Linked DNA regions of Mus musculus: region 2 is linked to region 1. The links are chromatin contacts, called in public Hi-C maps. All regions are on one chromosome and are shown on one strand. The core of a region is the stretch at or near the end of the contact, and the rest is flanking DNA. Distances in the headings are between cores, read along the strand shown. Region 1 holds the start of Hnf1a (HNF1 homeobox A). Region 2 holds the start of Rnf10 (ring finger protein 10).

What was found. A called contact is a pair of places that touch in the nucleus more often than the background predicts.
Region 2: a Hi-C map of embryonic stem cells shows a contact between it and region 1, with 2.4 times the contacts expected there. The contact joins the promoter of Rnf10 here to the promoter of Hnf1a in region 1. A contact is called at or near these places in 18 of 39 promoter capture datasets (the 3T3-L1 cell line, 3T3-L1-derived adipocytes, the C10 cell line and 10 more), 4 of 15 datasets of contacts at CTCF or cohesin (the NIH/3T3 cell line, embryonic stem cells, large pre-B cells and 1 more), 13 of 484 Hi-C or Micro-C datasets (the N1E-115 cell line, cortical neurons, embryonic stem cells and 1 more), 25 of 115 datasets of contacts at active chromatin or transcription factors (the 230-238 cell line, the NIH/3T3 cell line, bone marrow-derived macrophages and 14 more) and 4 of 9 other capture datasets (adipose tissue, embryonic stem cells, liver and 1 more).

What each region holds. Positions count from the first base shown.
Region 1 is chr5:114,967,570-114,974,036 of GRCm38.p6, reverse strand. It overlaps Hnf1a (HNF1 homeobox A), which reads left to right and starts at 2,975. Exons shown (of 10, transcript NM_009327.3): 1 at 2,975-3,518. The coding sequence starts at 3,193. Hnf1aos1 (a long non-coding RNA gene) reads right to left here and starts at 5,294. Exons shown (of 6, transcript XR_878697.3): 1 at 4,000-5,294.
Region 2 is chr5:115,268,703-115,275,169 of GRCm38.p6, reverse strand. Rnf10 (ring finger protein 10) reads left to right here and starts at 2,275. Exons shown (of 17, transcript NM_016698.2): 1 at 2,275-2,913. The coding sequence starts at 2,757.

The sequences.
Region 1 (6,467 bases), core at 1,726-4,225:
TTGTGTCAAGTTGACATCAAACTAGCCAGCCCAATGAATTAAACAATAATATAATTTAAAATTAATTATAATTAAGTGTAATATAATATTATAACTATAATAATGCAATAATATGTATATATAATTATATATAATAATTATAATAAAATTTCATTTTAGTGAAATACCATGCAAATTGCTTTAAATTGTAACTTAGTTATTTTTTTTCTAATTTATTTCTTTTCATCTTAAGTGAGTTAGTGTTTTGCTTGCGTGTGTATGACTGAATGAGGGCGTTGAATTCCCTGGAACAGGAGTTACAAAGAGTTGCGAGCCACCATGTAGCTGAGGAATTGAACCTGGGTCGGTCCTCTGATAGAGCAGCCAGTGCTCTTAACTGCTAAGCCATCTCTCCAGCCCTGACTTCGTTATTTTTTTAAATGTGTGTGCTGGGGACAGAATTTATGTGTGCCAGGGACGTGCTCTACTAGTGAGCTATGTCTCTAGCCCCTTTAACGTTTCATCTTATTTCTATCTTAAAATTTAACACCGTTTGTCAAAAATAACACCCTTTCACACAAGACATTTCAAAATTTCTTGATAGCCACATGTGGTTGGTGGCACGATTGTTGGTAGCCACATATGGCCTTTGCTGAGAACGAGCACCTTACATGGAAAGGGACTTGTGGGGGAAGGGGGCGTGGTCGCCTGTCACATGCTTGGCTCTCTCACTGCATTCTTGCCCGCTGCTGGCCTGGAGGTTGTGGTCTCCTCCTTTGCCTCCCCCCCACTGCAAAACTTGACCCTGGCTCCAAAGAACCTTGAAGATTCTGGAAACTGCCGAGATTAGGGGCAGCTCTCTCCACCAGGTAAAGGACATGGGGGAAGATAAGGGCCAAGCTCCCTGGGGCCCCGCCAGGATGAGGGAAGGATGGACCTGTTCCTAATGGAAATGTGACACTTTACTTACAGTGGTTTTTTTTTGTTTTGTTTTGTTTTGTTTTTAATTTTTTTGGTTTTCCAAGACAGGGTTTCTCTGTATAGACCTGGCTGTCCTAGAACTCACTTTGTAGACCAGGCTGGCCTCCAACTCAGAAATCTGCCTGCCTCTGCATCCGGAGTGCTGGGATTAAAGGCGTGTGCCACCACGCCTGGCCAGTGTTTTTAATGAGCAATTAATTTATAATATGTAGCTCAGGCTGGCCCAGAACTCCTTGTCCATGTGATATATTTCTTTTGGTATTTTGTTTATTTGTTTTTGTTTTTGTTTCTCTTTTGTTTTGCTTTTCAAGACAGGGTATAGCCCTGGCTGTCCTGGAACTCACTCTGTAGACCAGGCTGGCCTCAAACTCAGAAATCTGCCTGCCTCTGCCTCCCAAGTGCTGGGATTAAAGGTGTGCGCCATCACCGCCTGGTGACGTATTTCTTACATGAATGAGGATCGAAAGCACATATTCACATAAAAAAGTGCATGTGGATGTTTCTAGAAGCCTTGCTCACTGCAGCTAAAACGTGGGCGGAACATAGGTAATTAGCTGTCTATGGATGCACCGGAAAGTGCCTGGTCTCCTTGCAAAAGTTCCCCACCCACCATTCACTATCGAGGGGATAAAATGAGATCTGCGCTCTGGATGGAGTGAACTTCCGGCCTCCATGACTGCCAGAGGCGGGGCTAGAGACCTGCATAGGAATGGGCTGCTCAGGAGAACAGTTTCTTTAGGATGATGAAAGTGTTTTAAATTGATCGATTGGTGCGCTGCATGCTGGGATATGCTTATGGCTGCTAACAGCTGCTGCATTTCAAAAGGCAAGAGGGCTGGGCAGGTGACAAGTCAGACTGCCTGGGTTCCACAGAGTGGAAGAGAGAGATAGCTGATTCCTGCAGTTGTTCCCCGACCTCCACACCCAAGCTGTCACACATACACACACTCTCGGGAACACACACACACACACAAAAAGATTTAAAAAATATATAAATGCTTTCATTAGGTAATACTGACAAAAGTAATACTTGAGAAAAATTAAAATGGTGTATTTGGGGCTGGGGTTCTGGCTCTTGGTAGAGCCCTTGCCTTGAGTATACAAGGCCCTGGGTTTGACCCCAGCAAGACTAAAAACTGGCTGTGGTACGGGTCTGTAATTCCAGCACTTGGGAGCTAGAGGTAGGAAAATCAGGAGTTCAAGGTCAGCCTGAACTACATCGTAAGACTGTCTCAAACAAACAAACAAACAAACAAACAAAAAACCCCAATACATATGTGTGCGTGCACAGACACAGAGAGATACACACACATACACACACACATAGATTAGATATACACACACATAAAATTAGATACACAGACACATACAAGACACAGAGACATACACAAACATAGATTAGTTATACACACACATATAGATTAGATACACAGATACACACAGACACACACACACACACAGACACACACACACAGGACACACACACACACACACGTTCTGGTTCGGATCACACAATGATAGGATGCAATACATTATAACCCAGTATCCTCAACACAGAAGTCTGAAGTGCTAAGACAACAGGGGTTTTTCCCCCCCTGGGAAGTCTGATGTTGGGCTAGGACTGAGGGTGCAGTGACCCACTCCAGGAAATGTGACCTGATTCTGCCCTGGAGAACCGGCCCAGTGGCCCAGAGCTTCCTGCTGTCCCAGCGGCCCAAAGAAACAGGCTTTTAAAGTTCTCCTGTGCCAGGCTGAAAGCATCCTGGAGAGTGGGACCCAGCGCCGCACCCAGAGGCCTCCTGGCTCCTGCTGCCTCTAGCCCTGCGCCCCTGGCCCCTCTCCACCTCCCCCACCCTCCCTTCTGCTCACTCCCAATTGCAGGCCATGACTCCCGGTCCCGGTCCCTCTCACCCGCCATGAGGCCTGCACTTGCAAGGCTGAAGTCCAAAGTTCAGTCCCTTCGCTAAGCGCACGGATAAATATGAACCTTGGAGAATTTCCCCAGCTCCAATGTAAACAGAGCAGGCAGGGGCCCTGATTCACTGGCCGCTGGGGCCAGGGTTGGGGGCTGGGGGTGCCCACAGAGCTTGACTAGTGGGATTTGGGGGGGCAGTGGGTGCAGCGAGCCCGGTCCGTTGACTGCCAGCCTGCCGGCAGGTAGACACCGGCCGTGGGTGGGGGAGGCGGCTAGCTCAGTGGCCTTGGGCCGCGTGGCCTGGTGGCAGCGGAGCCATGGTTTCTAAGCTGAGCCAGCTGCAGACGGAGCTCCTGGCTGCCCTGCTCGAGTCTGGCCTGAGCAAAGAGGCCCTGATCCAGGCCTTGGGGGAGCCAGGGCCCTACCTGATGGTTGGAGAGGGTCCCCTGGACAAGGGGGAGTCCTGCGGTGGGAGTCGAGGGGACCTGACCGAGTTGCCTAATGGCCTTGGAGAAACGCGTGGCTCTGAAGATGACACGGATGACGATGGGGAAGACTTCGCGCCACCCATTCTGAAAGAGCTGGAGAACCTCAGCCCAGAGGAGGCAGCCCACCAGAAAGCCGTGGTGGAGTCACTTCTTCAGTAAGGACCCCAACCTGTCCCCAGCACCCAGGAAGGAACTCATAGCGCCCCATTCTATGCTCCTGGCAAGCTTCACTTCCCGTCTAGGGGGCCTTAGGAGCTGTGGTCTTCAGGCTGGTGGTTAAGGGCTTCTTGCCGAACCTACCCCTCTGTTTGGCCCTACATACCCCGTATCCGTGGGCCACCTGTTTGCAGTCCGGCCTTTAGGAAACAGGGACAGGCCTGAGGTCACTTTGAAACAGAGGACAAAGGAAAGCCAGCCCCAAGAAAATGGTTGGAGAACTAGTGGGTGGTAGAAATCCTTCCCCAGTGTGGTCGTTTGTGCTCCCACAAATTCCACCTTCTTGGCTGGGGGGGGGGTCAGATCCAGGTTTGGGGCCCCAAAAGCCCCTGAGGAGGCCGGGCTGATGTTGGGCTTTTAGGGGATTTCCTGATCCGCCAGGGCCTTAAGCATCTGGCAGGGTACGCTTGGGTTTCTTACCTGGGGCAGATGGAGCTGAAGGTGGCAGTTTCCCTGCATGGCCAGGTGCTGCTTGCCCCTGACCCCAGCCTGGTCAGATAGCAGGGTTAGAGGCCTCCCCATACCAGACCCCCCTCTTCTGTTGTCTGGCTCCCCATCTCCTGGAGTGCTGAGTGGGTCCCGATTTCAATGCCTCCCCCGTCTCTCTCCTCAGCAAAGCCGTTCTGGTTACTAATTACCCACGCACGCCATTATTTCTTTTGTTTTATAAATTTATAAATAGCAAAAGGCTCTGATAAGGCCTGTGATCATTAACTTGTCGGGACGGTGGCGGGGAGATGCCCATTTGGGGGTGGAGAACGAACAGGAACACCAAAGTGAGGGAAAGGTAGCTTGGGGGCTGTGGGGAGTACTACCACCCCCAATTCCCCAAGCCTCCACAGTTTCCCTGAGATTATCGCCCGGCACGCTATTTTCTGTAGGGATTTCTGCTGTGCCTAAATCCCCATAATATAGAGATAACCGCCCCCCCAGAAGGAAGTGGTTAATAAACACGCTTTACAGTAGGGAAACTGAGGCTTAGACAGGGAAGGCGCCGTGGAGGGGCCTGAGGGCTGGCTGAGGAGTTTGGGGACAGTCTCACAAGAATACTCCAGAGGCAGCCTTTTTTCTGTCCAAGGTCCTGATTCTGACTTGGGGTGGGGGAGGGCTGGTGGATCCCGGCATTTCTGGAAGTGTCCAGAAGCCTCCCTGGGCCTTGGGCAAGGGGCAGAGGAGCAGTCAGGCCCCCTGACTTGGCAGAAAGTGGAGGGCAAAGGGCTGCCTCACCGCAGGGGAGGGGCAAAGGGCCGAGTATTGCCAGAACCAGGGCACAAGAAACCTGGATAGGGTGGAGCTGGGCCTGACCTGTCTTGGGGCCCCAGGTGGGGCTAGGGGCTTAATATGAGGCTGAGGGGCCAGGGATGCCAAGGGTCTTCTTACCTGGCTAGGTGGGACCTCTTGATCAGCAGCCCTCACGGTGGGGGCAGTGGGGGCTGGAGGGGAGCCTGGTCCAAAGCAGCTGGAACAGAGGTCAAAGTGCTCCCTGCAGGGGAACAGGCAGAATCCTGGAGGCAGAGGGGACAGGGGCGGTGAGGAGGATGAGATGGGAGAAGAGGGCTGGGGGAGTTGGGAGGGCAGAGGAGCCAGGAAAAGAGAGGGTCTCTCAGCAGCTGGGAGAAAGGGGCAGGGGAGAGAGGCTGAGCGGGGAGGAGGCTAGAGTGCTGTCCCTCCCAGGTTGCTTTTCTTTAATGCTAACAGCGAGCTATTTGCTTTCCATTTAAATTCGAGATGTTGCTATAAATTATCAACCAGCTCCTTGTTCCTGCGGAGTTTATAACTAACTACCCGGGTTACTTATTGTTCAGGTAACAAAGGGGACCTGAAAATGTCCCCAGGGACAAAAAGTGGGGCCTCTAGTTTCAGGACCAGGGGTGGGGGTGGGGGGGACCCTCTGGGGAGAGGGCTGGAGGACCCCCATGAGGGCCTGGCTAGTGGGGAAGTTGAGGCTGGAAGAGGCGGTGGGAAGGACTAACTCCCCACGGGAACTGTTGATTCCAAGGTCTACCTTTGGGAGAGGGAGAGGTGGGTCTGGGGTCTCGGATCCCACCCCCACCCCTTTTGCATCATGTGTGAGGCCACGGCAGACACCTCAGCTCTCCTCGCAGAGCTCCATCCTTTATCTAGTGTGTGACCTTGGGCAAGACCCTTTTCTCCCCCTGCACCAATGCCAGCAGGTAGACAGAGTAAAGGCAAATTCTCTATCTTAGTTCTAGTTCTGTGACTTCCCCTCCCCCCAGCTTCCCTAGTTCGATCCATCTATCGCTCCTTATCCCCTCTTTTGCGCCCTGATGCTGGCTTTGCCGGTTCTGGATGCGCACACACTTTGGTTTCCGCCTAGCATTGCCTACCTTAGTCTTTCTGCTCGGGCGGGACCCCTTTCTCACTTCCTCCTTGGCTCTTAGCTCCTTGGCTTCTGTCTCTGCATGAGGGCTGAACCCCAGCTCCCCTTTGCTGTTTCTGCCTGCTTTCTTCTGACCACTAATTGTCTCGTTACTTTATCTGTCTCTGTGTTCATTCCTTGTCCCCTGGTGTGAAAACATCTTGAGGGAAAAGTTTGTGATGTCACCACATACCAGGCATGAGTGAGCGAGAGCCTAAACTTCCCCTCGCACACCTCCTACTCCTCCCTGGGGAAGCACTTGGGACCCAGAGTCCTATCCTGGATGCCCTTGCAGGACCTTCCTATCCACCAACTGCTTAAACCCCAACCGTGCTGTTTCCTGATGCCCTCAGCCCCAGCCAAGCAGCCTCAGGGTTCTCCCAGCCAGGAACTCAGCAGCCAGGTGGCAGGCAGGATGCTTCAGCGGACAGTGGCTTGCCTTGGTTCCCACGCCAGCTTTGCAGCCAGTTAGGTGGGCACTGTCCCTGAGTCCCAGTTTCTTCTGCAG
Region 2 (6,467 bases), core at 1,026-3,525, 300 kb before region 1:
GAAAAAGAAAATAGCAGTTTATAAAGGTAAAAGGGAAAACCCCATGTTAGGATGAGGCCTTTAACTTTAAGTGGGCGTGGGCATGTTAATTAGCTGAGCCAAAGGAGGCTTCTGATTTCTTCACTTCAATACTTTGATAGCTGGACCTTGGTAGTCAGCCTCAGGAGCAGGATGTGGCCAAATAAGGAAACAGACCTTGGGGGCTAGCTTTAGGAAGATAATTTCATGGTTTTTAGAAAGGCAGAAGGAATAGGGAGAGAAGGCAGGGCTTGCCAGAGCCATGCTCACCACACTCAGGCTAGCCAGAGTCCTTTCAGGTGAGATAGCTCAGCAATTAAGAACACTAGCTACTCTTCCAGAGGACCTGGGTTTGATTCCCAGAGCCTATATGGTGCTTTAATTCCAGTGCTGGGGTATACAATCCTCTCTTCTGGTATCTAGAGACACATGGCACAGACATACTAGCTGGTAAAACATGTGTAAACACAAAAATAAAATAACAACCAAAAAACTGAAAAATTATAGTTCCTTTTTAAAAATGGATTTATTTATTTTATATATGTGAGTACACTGTAGCTATCTTCAGACACACCAGAAGAGGGCAGTGGATCACCTTACAGATGGTTGTGAGCCACCATGTTTGTGATTTGGAATTGAGTTTAGGACCTCTGGAAAAGCATTCAGTGCTCTTAACCTCCGAGCCATCTCTCTAGCAAACCCCTCCCCCCCAAGTTATAGTTCTATGGATCTCCATGTCATTTTAAACTGATTCCTTCCATACTAAATAATATCTCATATACTATATGATAATAAGGAACCAAATAAGAGTCTGACTCCTGCTTTTTTCATTTTTCTTTCTTTCTTTTTTTCTTTTCTTTTCTTTCTTTTTTGCCCTGCCTCTGCCTCCCAAGTGCTGGGATTAAAGGTGTGCGCCACCACTGCCTGGCTTGGCCCGCACATTCTTGTTCCTTTCCCATTTATGATACTGAGGATCAAATCAGAACTTTGCCCATGCAAGGGCCCTGTGACTACACTACACTGTCTGCTTTTATTCTTTTTCTCTCTTATAAGGAACATGGTCTCACTATGTAGCACATGCTAGCCTTACACTCTGCACTTCCTGTCTCTGTTTATTTATTTATTTTTTTGAGACAAGGTTTTTCTGTGTAGCCCCAGCTGACCTGAAACTTGCTCTGTAGACCAGGCTGGCCTTGAACTCAGAGATCCACCTGCATCTGCCTCCTGAGTGCTGAGATTAAAGATGTGCACCACTGGCATCCGTCTTCTGTCTCTGCTTCTTGAGTATTAGTGATACAGGCATGAGCCACTCTAGTTCTCCTACATACACGATTGCTAAAATTCCACTCATCGGCTAGATGAGGTAGTAGCTTAGAGGTAGAAAACTAGATTGTGAGCATGGAGCTCTGGATTTGATCCCTAACAGCCCCCCCCCCCCAAATTCCATTCGTCCTGTGTGTGTCACATGACACAGCATTTCTAAGAAGTCCTCTTTTATCCCTCTCAAGCTGGGATGCTTTTCTATTGAAACGTGTTTGATTAGCATCTCCTTACTTAACTGTACTATGTTGTTTCTCTTTGTTGGTGTTTCGAATGTTGCTTCTTACCGATCTTTATATATGAATGTGGCATGCATACGTGTATGAAAAATCTTACACGTATGCACAGGTGTACATGGAGTTCTGAGGCTGCCATTGAGTGTTTTCCTCCAAGACTCTCCACATTCTTCACAGAATGGCTAGGTAGACTCACCATTTGAGCTAGTCTGGCTAGCCAGTTTGTTCTGGGAATTTCCAGATCTCTTGTCTCCGGTGCACCGGAATTGCAGGTGGGCCATCACACTCCACTTGGTTTTCTAAAAAATTTTGTGTATGGGTGTTTTGTCTATATGAGTATGTCTGTATACCACGTGTTTGCTTGGTATTGTAGGAGGCCAGACACCCACACATCTTTTTTTTAAAAAAAGAAAAAAATCCAAGCACTGGCGAGGAATATCTGTGAATTGGAAGCCAGACTGTTGCACACAAAGAGTTCAGGTCCCGTTAGGACTACAAAATGAAACATTGTCTCAAAAAGAAGGAACCCGCTAGGGAGGCGGGAAGGAAAAGAAACCTCGAACAGGGAAGAGAGAAAAAAAGCATTGGCAGGCACAAGCGGTCCCTCCCCTAGGACCCGGATGTAGGTAAAAGACTACACTTCCCAGAATGCACCACGCCCGCCTGGCAACTATATAAATAGTCCATCCGGGTTCTTGGAGATGCTGTTTGGCGACTCGTCGCCATTCCCGGAGCAGCTCGGCCTCGGCCCAGAGGCGAGTGTCGGTCGCTGTGTCGGAGACCCCGGTCCCCGGCACCGAGACAGCCAGCCCTCTCTCCTGCCCCGCGGCGGGAGAGCGTGTCCGGCCGGCCGGCGGGGCTCGCGACCCTCCCGCGCCTCCCTTTCCCCCGCAGCCTCTGCCCCGCCAGGCCCGGCCCGGACCTCCGAGCCCCGGCCTCCTCCTCCTCCTCCTCCTCGTCCTCGTCCTCCTCTTCGGTCACCGCCGCCTCTGGGCCCCACAACCCCACCTTGCCGCTTCTCCTTCCATTTTGAGAAGCTGAGGAAGGAAACAAGGAAAAATGTCGCCATGAAGGCCGAGAACCGCTGCCGCCGCCGACCCCCGCCGGCCCTGAACGCCATGAGCCTGGGTCCCCGCCGCGCCCGCTCCGCTCCGACCGCCGTCGCCGCCGAGGCCCCCTTTGATGCCGCAGAGCTCCCCCAGCGCCGCCGCCACCGCCTCCGACATGGACAAGAACAGCGGCTCCAACAGCTCCTCCGCCTCCTCGGGCAGCAGCAAAGGGCAACAGCCGCCCCGCTCCGCCTCGGCGGGGCCGGCCGGCGAGTCTAAACCCAAGAGTGGTAAGAGCCGGCGGGTCTGCCGGGTCACTTGGGGGAGGAGGGACAAACGACCCACCTTCCGCTTGCACTGACATCCAGTATTTACGGTTAAGCCGATCTGCGCTGCGTGGTTAATTTGGGCCCTTGCATTCATATTCAAAACAGCTGGCTGAAGTAGGCGCTATTCTTAGCCCCATTTTGCAGATGAGGGATCTGAGATTTTGGAAAGGGTTAAGGTCATCCAGGTGGCAAGCACCTCACAGAAGGCCTCAAGACCTGGCTTTGTGTGACTCACCGTCGGTCCAGGCTCTAAAACAATTGACTTTGTTTTCTCTTCTAGTGTCGGATTAGCTTTGGGTGGCATTCAAGTTTGAATAAGAGAGGGTGAGGCCCGAGGATTTTCAGACTTAAATCTGGCACCGGGTCTGCTCCTCTGTTTAAGAGGACTCATGTTGGGATGGCGTTGCTCGGCGTGATAGTAAAGCATGCAGACCCTGCATTCAGTTCATTTAGGTTCAGTCCTTGAGTTTGCTAATACACACTATTAAGTAAATGGGCTAAGCGCTTAGAGTACTTGACAACTTTTTGCCTAAATATTATGCCTGTTTGTGTGCGGTAGGTTATATGGGCTTGGCTTTCATGGTGTGTGTGTGTGTGTGTGTGTGTGTGTGTGTGAGAGAGAGAGTGATGTGTGTAGTCAGGCTTCTTAGTATTACTATAACATAATAATAATGATATTATTATAATAATATAATAATACTACTTACTGATTATGCACAAAGCACACGGGTAGGCTTTTAGGTGTGATAGCACTACTCTAATCGTTTAACCTGTCTAGCCAGGAGTTATTCCACCGCAGAGAATAAACTAGGCTGTGGATTAGGAGATGGCAGAATCCCGAGTCCAGCATTCTCCATCTTGTGTCAGAGCTGTGTACAAATCTCTTTTAAACTTTTACCATGTTGGCAGTATTTTTGAGATAGTAATTTTTTTTTCAATCAGTCTTTTGGTTTTTCGAGACAAGTTTCTCTTTGCATCCTTGCCTGTCCTGAAACTCACTCTATAGACCAGGCTGGCCTTGAACTCAGAGATCCACCTGCCTCTGCTTCTCAAGCACCTCCAAAATCTCAGACACAGCCAAGTTTCAGATTGTGGTTTAATTACAATGTTTCTCCTTCTCTTTCCTCCCTCCAAAGCTTCCTGTGTAACCTTCCGCTAATCTCCTTCATGTCCTTCTTTCACACATCTGTATGCATGTGCATATACATGTCAGCAAGCATGTGTATGAGTTCTATGCATATCCACCAGTGAACCTGAGCGTGGGGAGGAGCCTAGGAACCTGAACCCTACACAAAGAACTCCAGGAGACTTAGTAACACTGGGAGTGGGAGAGGGGGTCTCCTGGAAGAGCACACCCCGTAGTTTTCCAGTGCCAAACATCACTGGATGTATTTAGTGCAAAGATGTATGTGCAAGTAACTTTGTTTGGATTCCGCAGTGTGTTTTTGTGAGAGAGAGCATGTGTGACAGATGGGGAGCTTTGAGCTGACAGTCTAAGATTCAAAGAGCTGGACGGTATGGGTCAGTGGTAGAGACCTTGCCTAGAATATGCAAGGCCCTGGGTTTGATCCTTAGCATCCCCCCACCCCCCTCAAATTAAAGAGCAAAAAAAAAAAAAAAAAGCACTAAAATTATAAGGCTTACTGACTGAGAGTTTATCTGTAGGGTATGACAAACTCCATTACCAGGTCTACCTGAGGATGTGTAGAAGTTGCCTGTGTAACTTGGGTAGGGACCAGTTTTCGCTGTGATGTACCAGTGCTTTACTGTCTAAGCAGGTGTTAGTGTAACTCGCCTCTGAACCGTATAAACTGATTCTGGAGTTTTGCACATGTGTAGTTTTATTGTAAATCTTGGCTGTTGTTGGAGAGAGGTCTGAGGGTTTCTCAGAGTAATGGATGACTTCAGCCTTGCTTGTAGAGGTAATGCTAAGCTTTGGTTCTCCAAGAGTTCTCAACTTAAATTTTTTAGGGCCCTCCCTAAGTCAATAAAACATTCTTGCATGAGTCAGCTGCAATAAATGCTTTATTTATTGTTCAGTGAGCAGTAGGCCAAAGCTTGTGACATATCAGACAGCATAAGAGAGGGTAGTAGAGTTCAGTGAGGTAGGATGGCTTAGCAGTTAGAGTAGGTGTTCCACCTTTCCATGCCCTCTGAGAGGAAGGAAGAAAGACCTGACTTCACGCCCTTCCACCTGTACATCCTGCACCCACAGGATGGTGATACATTTAAAAGGTTAAGCAAGAGAACTGATGTGATGAAGGCTTTTTACCACATTCCTGACTGACCTTTTCTTTAATCTATTTTTCCCTACATGTGTTATTTTGGGTAGGTGGTCAGGCTTGGTGGCAGGCCCCTTGACCAGCTGGAACTATAGACAGGCAAGGCACCATCTTCGGGCCTGGCATTGATCCTCAGAAACACATCAGAACCCTAGTAAAACAATCACAGAACTATGAATGAAGCAGGGGCTAGAGAGTTAGCTCAGTGGGTACTTGTTGCTCCTACAGAAGGCTTGGGTTTAGTTCCCAGCTCCACAGTGCTGTGGAATTTGATACTGTCTTCTGCCTCCACAGTCATAAACATACATGTGTTGTGCAGCCAAACTTGCAAGCAAAGTACCATACACATAAAAAATAAAATAACCCGGGCGTGGTGGTCCACACTTTTAATCCCAGCACTTGGGAAGCCAGGCAGGCAGATCTTTTGAGTTTGAGGCCAGCCTGGTCTACAGAGCTAGGGTTACACAGAGAAACCTTGTCTAGAAAAACTAAGAAGAGTGAAAAGAAAGAAACTAAATGAAGGCTCCGAGTGTGTGGGGACAGCCTGTAATCCCAGCACTCACTGGCCGAAGCAGAGGATCAAGAGTTTGATGCTACCCTGGGCTACTGAGCAAGTTCCAGGGCTTCCTGGTCACATAGTAAGACTCTGTTGCCAACAACATGAGAAAGCATTGCCATTGAGAGGTCTGCTAGAGAAGGAGATGTGACTAAGATGTGCACGGAGCAGTGGGTAGTGTCAGGACTGTTTCAGAGTCCTGACTCGGAAGAATGGGATTGTGGAATGAAGATACCATTTCACTTTCTTTTGCCAACACAAAGAAAAACACACAAAATGTGTTTGGTTTCTGGAGACAGTTTCATGTCTCAGGAACCAGACCCCATTCTGCCTTGAGGTTCCTGAGGGGCCTGTGTTGGAGCTGTAGGTGTGTGTCACCACCATGGCTTAGCCTCTCCCTCCCTCGGCATCTGTAAGCTGTGGAAGTTTGTAAGTGGTCCTTTGCTTTCTAACTACATAAATATATCTGATATGTTTGTTTTCTGTGGCTAGCTTATGCTTGCTCTTCACTGGTATGCTGTCATAGGTAAATCTGACTACCAGGAGTTTCTTGATCTTTTAGTCTACAGCCTTGGCTAATTGCCTTGAATACTTAACAAAACATCCCGTTTCTGGCTATATTTCTACAGCTTTCTTCCAGCAGGGCTAAGACTGTTAGAAGAGTTTACCAAGAGACT